Regions from separate parts of the Triticum aestivum genome. Here region 2 is linked to region 1. Evidence: chromatin contacts called from public Hi-C data. All regions are on one chromosome and are shown on one strand. The core of a region is the stretch at or near the end of the contact, and the rest is flanking DNA. Distances in the headings are between cores, read along the strand shown. Region 1 holds the start of LOC123138420. Region 2 holds the start of LOC123138421 (ethylene receptor 4).

Evidence for each region. A called contact is a pair of places that touch in the nucleus more often than the background predicts.
Region 2: a Hi-C map of leaf shows a contact between it and region 1, with 4 times the contacts expected there. The contact joins the promoter of LOC123138421 here to the promoter of LOC123138420 in region 1. A contact is called at or near these places in 2 of 5 Hi-C or Micro-C datasets (both in leaf).

Annotation. Positions count from the first base shown.
Region 1 is chr6B:640,147,303-640,152,518 of IWGSC CS RefSeq v2.1, reverse strand. LOC123138420 reads left to right here and starts at 2,391. Exons shown (of 19, transcript XM_044558398.1): 1 at 2,391-3,934; 2 at 5,010-5,095; 3 at 5,177-5,216. The coding sequence starts at 2,611.
Region 2 is chr6B:640,362,248-640,367,481 of IWGSC CS RefSeq v2.1, reverse strand. It overlaps LOC123138421 (ethylene receptor 4), which reads left to right and starts at 3,480. Exons shown (of 2, transcript XM_044558399.1): 1 at 3,480-5,234. The coding sequence starts at 3,867. LOC123138423 (soluble inorganic pyrophosphatase 6, chloroplastic) reads left to right here. Exons shown (of 5, transcript XM_044558401.1): 2 at 1,962-2,062; 3 at 2,159-2,340; 4 at 2,870-2,968; 5 at 3,077-3,376. The coding sequence ends at 3,169.

The DNA.
Region 1 (5,216 bases), core at 1,142-3,641:
TCATTGGGTATACTAGCTAGGTGATTGGGTGTGATGGTAGCAAAAGCAAGAATTTTATCCAGGTTCGAGCTCTCACGGTGGAGATAATACACTACTCATGCTCGTGTATATTGCGTTGGTGGGTATACAAAGCTCAGATAAAGTACCAAGGGATTGTAAGTTGTCCTATGCCCAACCCATGGCTTATATAGCACACTGAGAGTCCCAGGGTTAAAGATACTAGTCGGCTACGCCGGTGGAGGTAGAGTCCTCCACAACTTCGATATCTTTAGATTGCACGCCAAGTCTTCCAGAGTCTCTGTATAACCCGCCATGGGCCGCCCAATATGGCCTAGGACGGAGCCGACCCAGGGGTCATCAGCCCGGCCCACGAGGCCGAGAACTGACGTGGTGAGAGTCCTCTCGCCCGGAACACCGTCACCAAGTTTGCTCCGATGGTTGCTTTGCCGCTAGCAACAGGGCTATTGGCGCCAGCGGTTGGTGGTTTGCTACGAAGGAGAGCTTGCAGGCTGTGAAAACTTTTGATGCTATATTTCTTGATAATCCTTTACAACTACAATTTCGATACAATGGCACTGCATTCTGTGCTACTGTTCTTACCTTTTCTCGTTTAATTTTTTGGTCGTAAAAATCATTATGATTTGACATATTTAGACAAGCCAATTCATGGTGTGGTGATCCATGACACGACATATGTTGCTTAATAAACTCTCCTAACATTTCGATCGCTCGTCCTTTGCCCAACCTCCCCTACCACACCCCTACCCTCTCACCATTCTGATCTTTTTCCCTATACCATCCTTGTTTTTTTGGAAAACAGTTTCAACTGCCCCATATTTTATTGACTTACCAATTTATTTATTTATTAGGTAAAAGTTCTTACCAAATATAATCTCTTCGCATACTTTAAGTAGATAGAAAGATAAAATATGTGTAACGTTCTGTTGTCTGCTCGTCCTTTGTCCAACCTCCCGCATATACGCTCTCTCATTCCCCTTTTCATTTTGATTCCCCCCTCCCATCGACAGTTCTTCTCCACCGTTTTTTTCTTTCAAACTGTCTCAACTATCCCACATTTTTTGGTAAATAAATAATTATACTCCCTCCATTCCTAAATATAAGTTTTCTTTAGAGATTTCACTATGTACTACAATGGAGCAAAATGAATGAATCTACACCCTAAAATATGTTTATATACATCCATATGCAGGAACGAAGAGAGTATTGTTTTCTTTAGAAGTCAATAAATGCTTTACCAAATATAATACTAATGTTTTTTCTTCAGCAAGTCAATAAATGCTTACCACATATAATCGTAATATTTTTCTTTGGCAAGTCAATAAATACTTACCAAATATAATTTTAATGTTTTCTTTGGCAAGTCAATAAATGCTTACCAAATATAATCGTAATATTTTTCTTTGGCAAGTCAATAAATACTTACCAAATATAATTCTAATGTTTCTTTGGAAGTCAATAAATGCTTACCAAATACTCCCTCCGTCCGGAAATACTTGTCGAAGGAATGGATGTATCTAGTCGTATTTTAGTTTTAGATGCATCCACTTTTATTCATTTCTGCGACAAGTATTTCTGGACGGAGGGAGTATAATGCTAATATTTTCTTTGGCAAGTCAATAAATGCTTACCAAATACAATCCTTGCATTTTCTTCGAAAGTCTAAAAATGCGTACCAAATATATAATCCTAATAAATATGGACCCATTTATCTGGCGAACGCTCGCTCGGGAGAAATTGCCAGCGAACGCCCCAGTTGCCATGCAAATACAACTAAAATTGCCATGCATTTGCCATGTATGAAAGGGGAACTTGCCATTTAGAAAAAAATGCCAGCGATGCAGTGCAATTTTTGAAAGAATGACATGCGTCTGATCACAATCCAACGGCTTTACAGTCGTTCGCTGTGAGCTCCATCCCAGCGAACGTTCGCCGGTTAGATAGTATATTGATAAATACTTATACCCCACTGCAATTATCTGCTAAAAAAATCAGATCACATTCCAGGGTGTGTATCACCCGCAAAATAATAGTGGTGCCTATCTCGTGCTGCGTCCATCCTGCACCGTCGAATCGCCAGAGATGGAAGCCTCCAAATGCGGTTGACAGTAGGACGGGACACGCTCCCCCGTTTTCCGTTCCGTCTGCACTCCCGGCCTCGCTTCACCCGAACGAAACACCGCGCGTACGCCAGCCCGGGGGCTGTAAAGTTGCCGTTTGCGACGTGTATCCAGCCCGCGATTTGGGTCTATGCACAACGGACCCCGTGTCCCGGCGCGGCCACGCACGCCTACTACGCGGTACGCGCCCCTAGCCAGCTAGCCCCCACCACCCCACCCCGCCCCGCCCCGCTCCCCCCTCTTCTCCCTCCCTCCCTCCCATCGGATCCGAACCCCGTACCGAGAAAACCGGGCCGGAGAGAGAAATCGAAGGCGCGGTCGGGAAACTGAGCAGAGCTCTCCCCGGTCGGTCGCTCGCTCGGAACGAAACCCTAACCCTAGCCCCGCCCCGGCCCTCCCCGCCGTCCCGCCTCGCCGGAGGCCTCCTCCCCCCGACGCGGGCGCCTCCCCCGGCGATGCGCCCCTCCCCCGCATGAGCGCCCGGGGCATGGCCGGCGCCGAGGGCTCGCCGGCGGGCCCGGCCCTCGGCGGCGTCGACCCCTTCGAGCAGGCCAGGAAGGCGCTGTCCCTGCGGACCCCGTTCGAGGGCGAGGAGACGGCGTCCAGGGCGCCCACCCTCCCCGCGCGCCTCGTCAGCTGGTCGGGGCCCAGCGACAGGCGCAAGAAGCACAAGAAGCTCGAGCTCCCGGACGCGGCCGCCGAGGAGCGCCCGCCGCAGCTCAACGCGGCGGCGCTCTCCTCCGGGAAGAAGGGCGCGTGGGACCACTTCGAGGCGTATTTCAGGCCGGTCAGCATGGGCGACGTCGAAATGTTGGCGCCCAAGCTCCCCTTCGCCCACGGGGAGCTCGACCCGTGCCTCGCCATCCCATTTCTGGGCACCACCCAGGACTTGCTGGACCAAGGCGAGACGTTTGATGTCGCTGTGGCTGAGACGAGCTCCTACCTGGGCGTGGGCGGCGAGGAGGTCGTCAGTACCAAGGAGCGAAGTGGGCAGACCATCGATTTTGTCAGTAGCATGAGTGTGGAGCAGGGCATACATGATGTGGTCGTGCAGCAGCTGGTTACTACCAGAGAGCGTGGTGACCAGAGCCTCGAGCAGCGCTTACATGAGGCTGTTGTGAAGCGGGAGTGGCCAATGGAAGTGGAGCAAGGTAGTAGCAGCGGCGGCACCGCGTCACCAACATGCGCAGATGAGGCAGGCACATCGATGAATTGGCTGCTAGGAGCAAGGCAGCGAGTTGTGCTCACTTCTGAGAGGCCAAACAAGAAGAGGAAGCTCATAGGTGTGGATGCTGGGTTAGAGCAGCTTGTGCTGCTTCCACGCCTGGGAGCTCAGGCTGGGACGATGTGCGATGTTTGCTGTTTGGGAGAGACTGACATGGCGTCAAATAGGATGCTTTGCTGTAACAACTGCAAGGTTTCCGTGCACCAGTGGTGCTATGGTTTGCATGTTGTGCCAGATGGCCAGTGGTTGTGCACTTGGTGCAAGTATGTGGAGTCGACAGGGTGCTCATTGAAGAAAGATGCAGGCATCACCCTTTCAATGCCGTGTTTGCTATGCCCAAAGGAGAAAGGGGCCCTAAAACCTGTAATAGGGGAGCCTAGTCGAACTGCAGATGGAGGCAACCTAAAATTCGCACACTTATTTTGTACTCTTTGGAGGCCAGAGGCTCTTGTGGAGGACATGGACTCAATGGAGCCTATTACAAATGTTGGATGGGTGCAAGAGAATCAGAGGAAACTGGTGTGTAACATTTGCAAGGTTAAGCATGGTGCATGCATTCGATGCAGCCATGGTATGTACTTTTACTCTTTGTTTCCATTATCACATTTTGAGTTTGATTGACTAAATATAATTCGTAAGGTTATGAGACCATATGTTTTGCAGAATATTGCTTGAGAACTGCAGCCTTGTGTTGTATCATTAATTGTTAAAATTAGGTGTAGGATGCTGTTTGCAGTCAAGCATAATGATCCGTATTCTGCTGTACCAGGCTGGGGCATTAGAATGCTTTCTAAAATAGTGATCTAGCAATAGGCCTCGTGATATTTGATTCGGCTTGTATCTCTTCAGTGTATTGCTATCCTTTCTCCTATGTGGAGTGACAAACTTCTGTAGTAGTCTTTTATAATAAGACCATTAGGCCAGGGTGCCACCTTCATCATCTAAAATGGTGCATTATGCGTGACTGCTGTTTTTCCCGTGAAATATCGTGTTCACCGGGTGCTACTTTCCAAAAAGCCAGCATCACTTTCAGCACTTGGCTTGTAGTGCTCGAGTGGATGCAGCCTCTTAGTAAGGTTTTCCTTGACTAAAGTAGTGTCCTGTGATACTTTGGTATTGTCTTGTGTTAATTTACTTGCTTGTCTAAGTAAACGAAGATGTTCTCTGTTATTTTCTTGTGGCCACATGAAGGAATCTTGTTTTATGTTGATTGATTCCTTGGCTATGTGATTGACACTTATTTCATTGTGATACTGTTATTGTCTTGTGTTGATTGACTTGTTTGCCTAATTAACCAACATTGTTTTCTGTGTTATTTTCTCATGGCTGGAACATTCTCTTAGATATCGCAATACCCTGAACTCTTTTTGATATATGAAGTGTCTGCTTAAAATAGAGTAAGCATTGAATTATGTCCTAAATATGTGCCCTAAAAGCTGTTCATATGTGATACATTATATGAAAAGAAACATGTTCTGTTTGAGTTATCTTTGTTATTTCCCTCAACTTTTCTGCCAATTATAATTAGTACCATCTATGATATATATAGCCATGCTAAAGAATTATTAGTTTATGGTTACTATCCAGTCATGCAGAGTTTTACCAACTTTTGCATGTTGTTAATGCTAAGCTCCATGTGGTTTCAGGGGCCTGCCGGACAGCCTTTCATCCTATATGTGCACGAGAGTCCAAGCACCAAATGGAGATATGGGGAAAATCTGGACTTCCTAATGTGAGATCATTATCTTCTGGCTGTTGCCACAACCTTATGTAGATTGTTGCAGTTCATTTTTCATGTTTGTTTGTTCTGCAGGTTGAGCTGAGAGCGTTTTGCTCAAAGCATTCTTCAGTTG
Region 2 (5,234 bases), core at 2,231-4,730, 210 kb before region 1:
ATTTCACACGGGGGTAGATCGGGAACCTAGGTTCGATATCCCAAAATTGTAGATTTTTAAAAAAAATTCTCGGTATTTTCTTGAACGAAATGTTCATATGGGGGTGCTCCGGGGTGCGGAGCACCTGAGAGCTCCAAATCCTCGTCCATATTATAACCATGAACTCTTCCATCTGTCTAAGATTCAATCCGGAACTCTGAGACCATCTAAGATTCAACCCTGAACTATCAAAACCAGCTAGGAATCAACCCTCCCCTCTCCTCAAACCGCTTTTTGCTGAGTAGGCCTGGTTCTGACCCGTTGACCGGCCGGTCAGAATCCCAGTAAGCAAGCCCGCTTAAATAAAATATTTACCAGAAAATGAAACTTTCCAGAAAAAAATGAAAAAGTTATGTAATACTATAGTGATCATTTTGTGAAAGTTTCACACTTTTTTTGCCAAACAGAATTAAAAATACACTTAAATTACATTTTCAGCCTTTTTTGGTCAAATTTTGAGGGCATTCTTAATTCTGTTTGGAAAAATGTTTGAAACTTTCCCAAAATGATCACTATGTTAGTGTTGATTTTGCAGAATTTTTTTCAATTCTTTTCCGAACACTTCCATTTATTGGTCAAAATGTGACCAAAAAAGGGCTGAAAATGTAGTTTATTTGCATTTTGAAATCCGCTTGGTCAAACTGTGTGAAACTTTGCCAGAATTATCACTATATTTGTGTTGATTTTACAGAATTTTTTCAATTATTTCTGGATATTTTCATTTTTTGGGGCAAAACTTGACCAAGAAGAGGCTGAAAATGTAATTTAAGTGTAGTTTTAAACCTGTTTGGTAAAAATGTGTGAATTTTCCCAGAAGTTTCACTATACTAGTGTTGATTTTACAGAATTGTTTCAATTTTTTATGGACACTTCATTTTTTGGTCAAAATTTGAACAAAGAAGGGGCTGAAATGCAATTTAAGTGTATTTTTAAAATATATTTGCCAAAAAATTCTGAAACATTTCCAGAATGATCACTATATTAGTGTTAATTTTGCAGAATGTTTTCAATTTTTTCTGGACACTTCCATTATTTGGTCAAAATTTGACCATAAAAGGGGCTGAAATGTAACTTAAGTGTATTTTTTAAGCTGTTTGGCGAAAATGTGTGAAACTTTCCCAGAATGATCACTATTTTGGTGTTGATTTTAAAGATGTTTTTAAATTTTTTATGGGCACTTCCATTTTTCAGTCAAAAATGTGGCTGCAAACTGGGATGCTGACTGGCCGGTTAGCTGTTAACGGGTCAAAACCAAGCCTATTCAGCAAAAATCGGTTTGAGGAGAGGGGAGGTTGATTCCTAGCCGGTTTTGATAGTTCAGGGGCGAATCTTAGGCAGTTTCATAGTTCAGCATTGAATCTTAGACAAATGGAAGAGCTCAGGTTGTAATATGGACATCTCTCTTTCAGGGATTTCTTCAAGATTTTATATTCTCCTATGTTTGGCAATGGGATCACTTTAAGTCTAGTTTGGTTTCCTTTTTTCGTATGCCCATCTCAAAAAATAGCAGATCTCTTGAGGATAAACTGTTCATATTTATACAAAATCAAATCGAGAGTGCTCTTAAAAATCTCTAGTTCTCTACGATTAAATGGCACCAAAACTTAACTGACCATAGCTAGGTTGTACTGATTCAAGTTAAAGTGTGTCCTTGAATATTTATTGTGCTTGGTCGTTTTTCTTGACAAAAGAAATCTTAAGCTGTTCTTTTATGCCTTATCTTGGTTCCTGTAGAAAAGGGCTTAGTGTGCATATATTTATTGAAGTGTTCATTTTCTTGTCGAGCTTTTATTTGGCGTAAGCTTCCAAGTGAGAAATTTCCCTGCTTCTTAGCAAGGCAATTGAGACATTGAGTTTACACTGCTATTGCCCCCGTTGATATATTTGTGCATTCCTATTCCTGATATCATATATTATGTCAGGTACAACATCAACTGGAACTACGGGTTACTTCCCCAGACATGGGAGGACCCGACAGCTGCAAATGCTGATGTTGAAGGAGCACTTGGAGACAATGATCCTGGTAGTTAACTTCTCTGTTTTACTATTTTTGATGAGCATGGTTTTCATATCAGCTCTATCCACTCTAATAAATCTTTCCCTTGAACTTCTTTCTCAGTTGATGTTGTCGAGATTGGTGAAAGACGGGCCAATATTGGGGATGTTCTTAGGGTGAAACCGTTGGCAGCTTTAGCAATGATTGACGAGGGAGAGCTCGACTGGAAAATTGTGGCCATCTCTCTGGATGATCCCAAAGCATCTCTTGTGAATGATGTAGACGATGTCGAGGAGCATTTTCCGGTATGATTGATGTCCTTGTCCTTACGTTTTAGTGTTTGTCCTTGTTCTCCTTTGGTATCTGGTGCCTATATATCCTTAAGGAAAGTAGGACATGCACATATATCATATGAGTGCCCTTTTCTGTTTCGAATATTGACCTCGGCTAAGTAGCTTGGGAGCAACTCAGTTGTACCTACCTCTGGATGTTTTCTTTCTACTCATTTGCCCTAATTAATATAATCCAGATATCAGTGTCAAAAATATTTAGATTGCGTTCATGGCATTGAAAAGAAAACACATTACTCCTGGTATAATTGTTGAACTCTAGTAATCCACCACATGCTTTTCTGTAACAACCACAAGTGCATTTACATGAGGCTTTATCCTGCCTGTGGTTGTTAGATTTTTATGTTATAAAAATGTGCAAGTTATCATAGCTTTTCCAAGTTCAGATCAGTTCGACAGTTGGCATTGACTGAAACCTAATGGCAACTAATTATATCCCCCATCTGTCATGCGTTCTTACCAACATTTTGCGGCACCTACTCAGGGAACACTGACTGCAATCAGAGACTGGTTCAGAGACTACAAGATACCAGACGGAAAGCCCGCCAACAGATTCGGCCTCGGCAACAAGCCCACAAGCAAGGTAAGAGGCTGATTTTAGCTCAGCTTCTTGGTTTACCCTCCTGAAACGCAGAAGATATTTATACAATATCTGATGGTATCTATCTATATCCTTATTTGCCGCAACCAGGAATATGCCCTGAAGGTGATAGAAGAAACCAACGAATCATGGGAGAAATTGGTGAAGAGGAAAATCCCCGCGGGAGAGCTCTCTCTAGCCTAGCCTAGCCTTTTATAGGCCCATGAGAAGCCAACAACACATTCTTTCAGTGACATACCTCCTAATCGTGCCGCTCTTTTGTGATATATATCTATGAACATGCTTTTCTTCATCTGCAGAACATTTCGCGTACCTGTGTGTAACAACATGAATAAATGAATAATCTGGTGGAGCGAATAAGGATTTCTGAGCAAGTTTTTCGCAGTGAAACTGAATGCTTTTTTGTCCGGTTAATTAACACGCAGCTCCGCAGAAAATGGGTCAAAATGGATCACCTTCCTGGGAACTTGGAAAGTTGGGCTGGCTGGGAGAGTGCGTGGCTACGAAGAAATGAGAAGATTCATTTGCCGAGTTCTTCCTCCTTTTTTTTCGAAAGTTTGTCTCCGTGCCGCCATCGCCATGCCTCTGGTTTTCTCTCTCAGAGGAAGCCATGCCTCTGTTGCAAGGCCTGGGCTGGGGTTGGGCTGTCAGCCAGTCAGGGTGGTGGTGTCGGCCGCTGCATGGGGCATGTCAGCGTTCGGTACACACCTGTCCTCTCCCCGGCTCGCCACCGCACCGGAATCAACCGCCACCTCCGCATCTCTCTCTCCACGTCGGCATCTTCCCCGACCAAATCATTGCACGCATGCATATACTACTACTGCATGCATTAGCCTGACCGCTCAGACCGCCTAGCTCGACCAGGGAACCGACCGAGGCAATGGCGCGGCACTTCGCGTCGGCGGGGGCGGGGGCGGTGCAGCGGTACTACTGCGGCGGGGCGTGCGACGGCGGGGACGACGGCGCGGTGCAGGCGATGCTGCAGTGCCAGCGGGTGAGCGACTTCCTCATCGCCGCCTCCTACCTCTCCATCCCGCTGGAGCTGCTCTACTTCGCCTCCTGCGCCGGCCCGGCGCCGCTCAAGTGGCTGCTGCTGCAGCTGGCCGCCTTCGCCGTGCTCGGCGGCGCCACCCACCTGCTCGCCGTCTTCTCCCTCGCCCACCCGCACTCCTCGGGCCTCCTCCTCGCCTCCACCGCCGCCAAGCTCCTCGCCGCGCTCGTCTCCTTCGCCACCGCCGTCTCCCTCGTCGCGCTCATCCCGCGCCTCATCCGGGCCAAGCTCCGGGAGGCCTTCCTCCGCGCCAAGGCCCGCCAGCTCGACCGCGACCTCGGCCTCATCCGCCGCCGCGTCGAGGCCACCTCCCGCGTCGTCCGCATGCTCACCCACCGCATCCGCAGCTCCCCGCTCGACGCGCACTCCGTCCTCCACACCACCATGCTCCACCTCGCCGACGCCCTCGAGCTCCACAGCTGCGCCGTCTGGATGCCCGGCCAGGACGCCGGCGCCGACCTCCACCTGGTGCACCAGCTCAGCCTCAGGGGCAAGGGCCCCGTCCGCGTCGTGCTCGGCTCGCAGGCCCCCATCTCCCCGGACGACCCGGACGTGGTCGACGTAATGGCAAGCGAGGCTGCCAAGGTGCTCAGGCCAGGCTCGGAGCTCGCGACGGCGAGCAGCGGCGAGCTCCAGCCGCCGGGTGCCGTGGCTGCCATACGGATCCCCATGCTCAAGGTCTCCAACTTCGACGGAGGAAAGACACCGGTGGCGAGCTCATACGCCATATTGGTGTTGGCTCTTCGCAGCAAGGCATCAGGCTCCGGTTACAGAGAGTGGAGCGGCCATGACATGGAGGTTGTGCAGGTTATCGCCGACCAGGTCGCCGTGGCGCTCTCTCACGCGGCGGTCCTAGAGGAGTGGCAGGCCATGAGCAACAGGCTTGCCGAGCAGAACAGGGCCTTGCTGCACGCCAAGCAGGACGCGATGATGGCGACCGAGGGCATCAACAGCATCCAGAGCGCCATGTGCGAAGGCATGCGAAGGCCGATGTACTCGATCATCGGCCTGCTCTCCATGGTGCGTCAGGCGAAGGACATGCGCCCCGAACAGAGGCTCGTGGCCGACGCCATTGCCAGGACGAGCACCCTGTCGCTGGCGCTGATGAACGACGTCGACACGGAGACGTTGACGGTGAACCGCATGCCGTTCGACCTGCACTCCCTGATGAGGGAGGCCATGAGCGTCGCGGGGTGC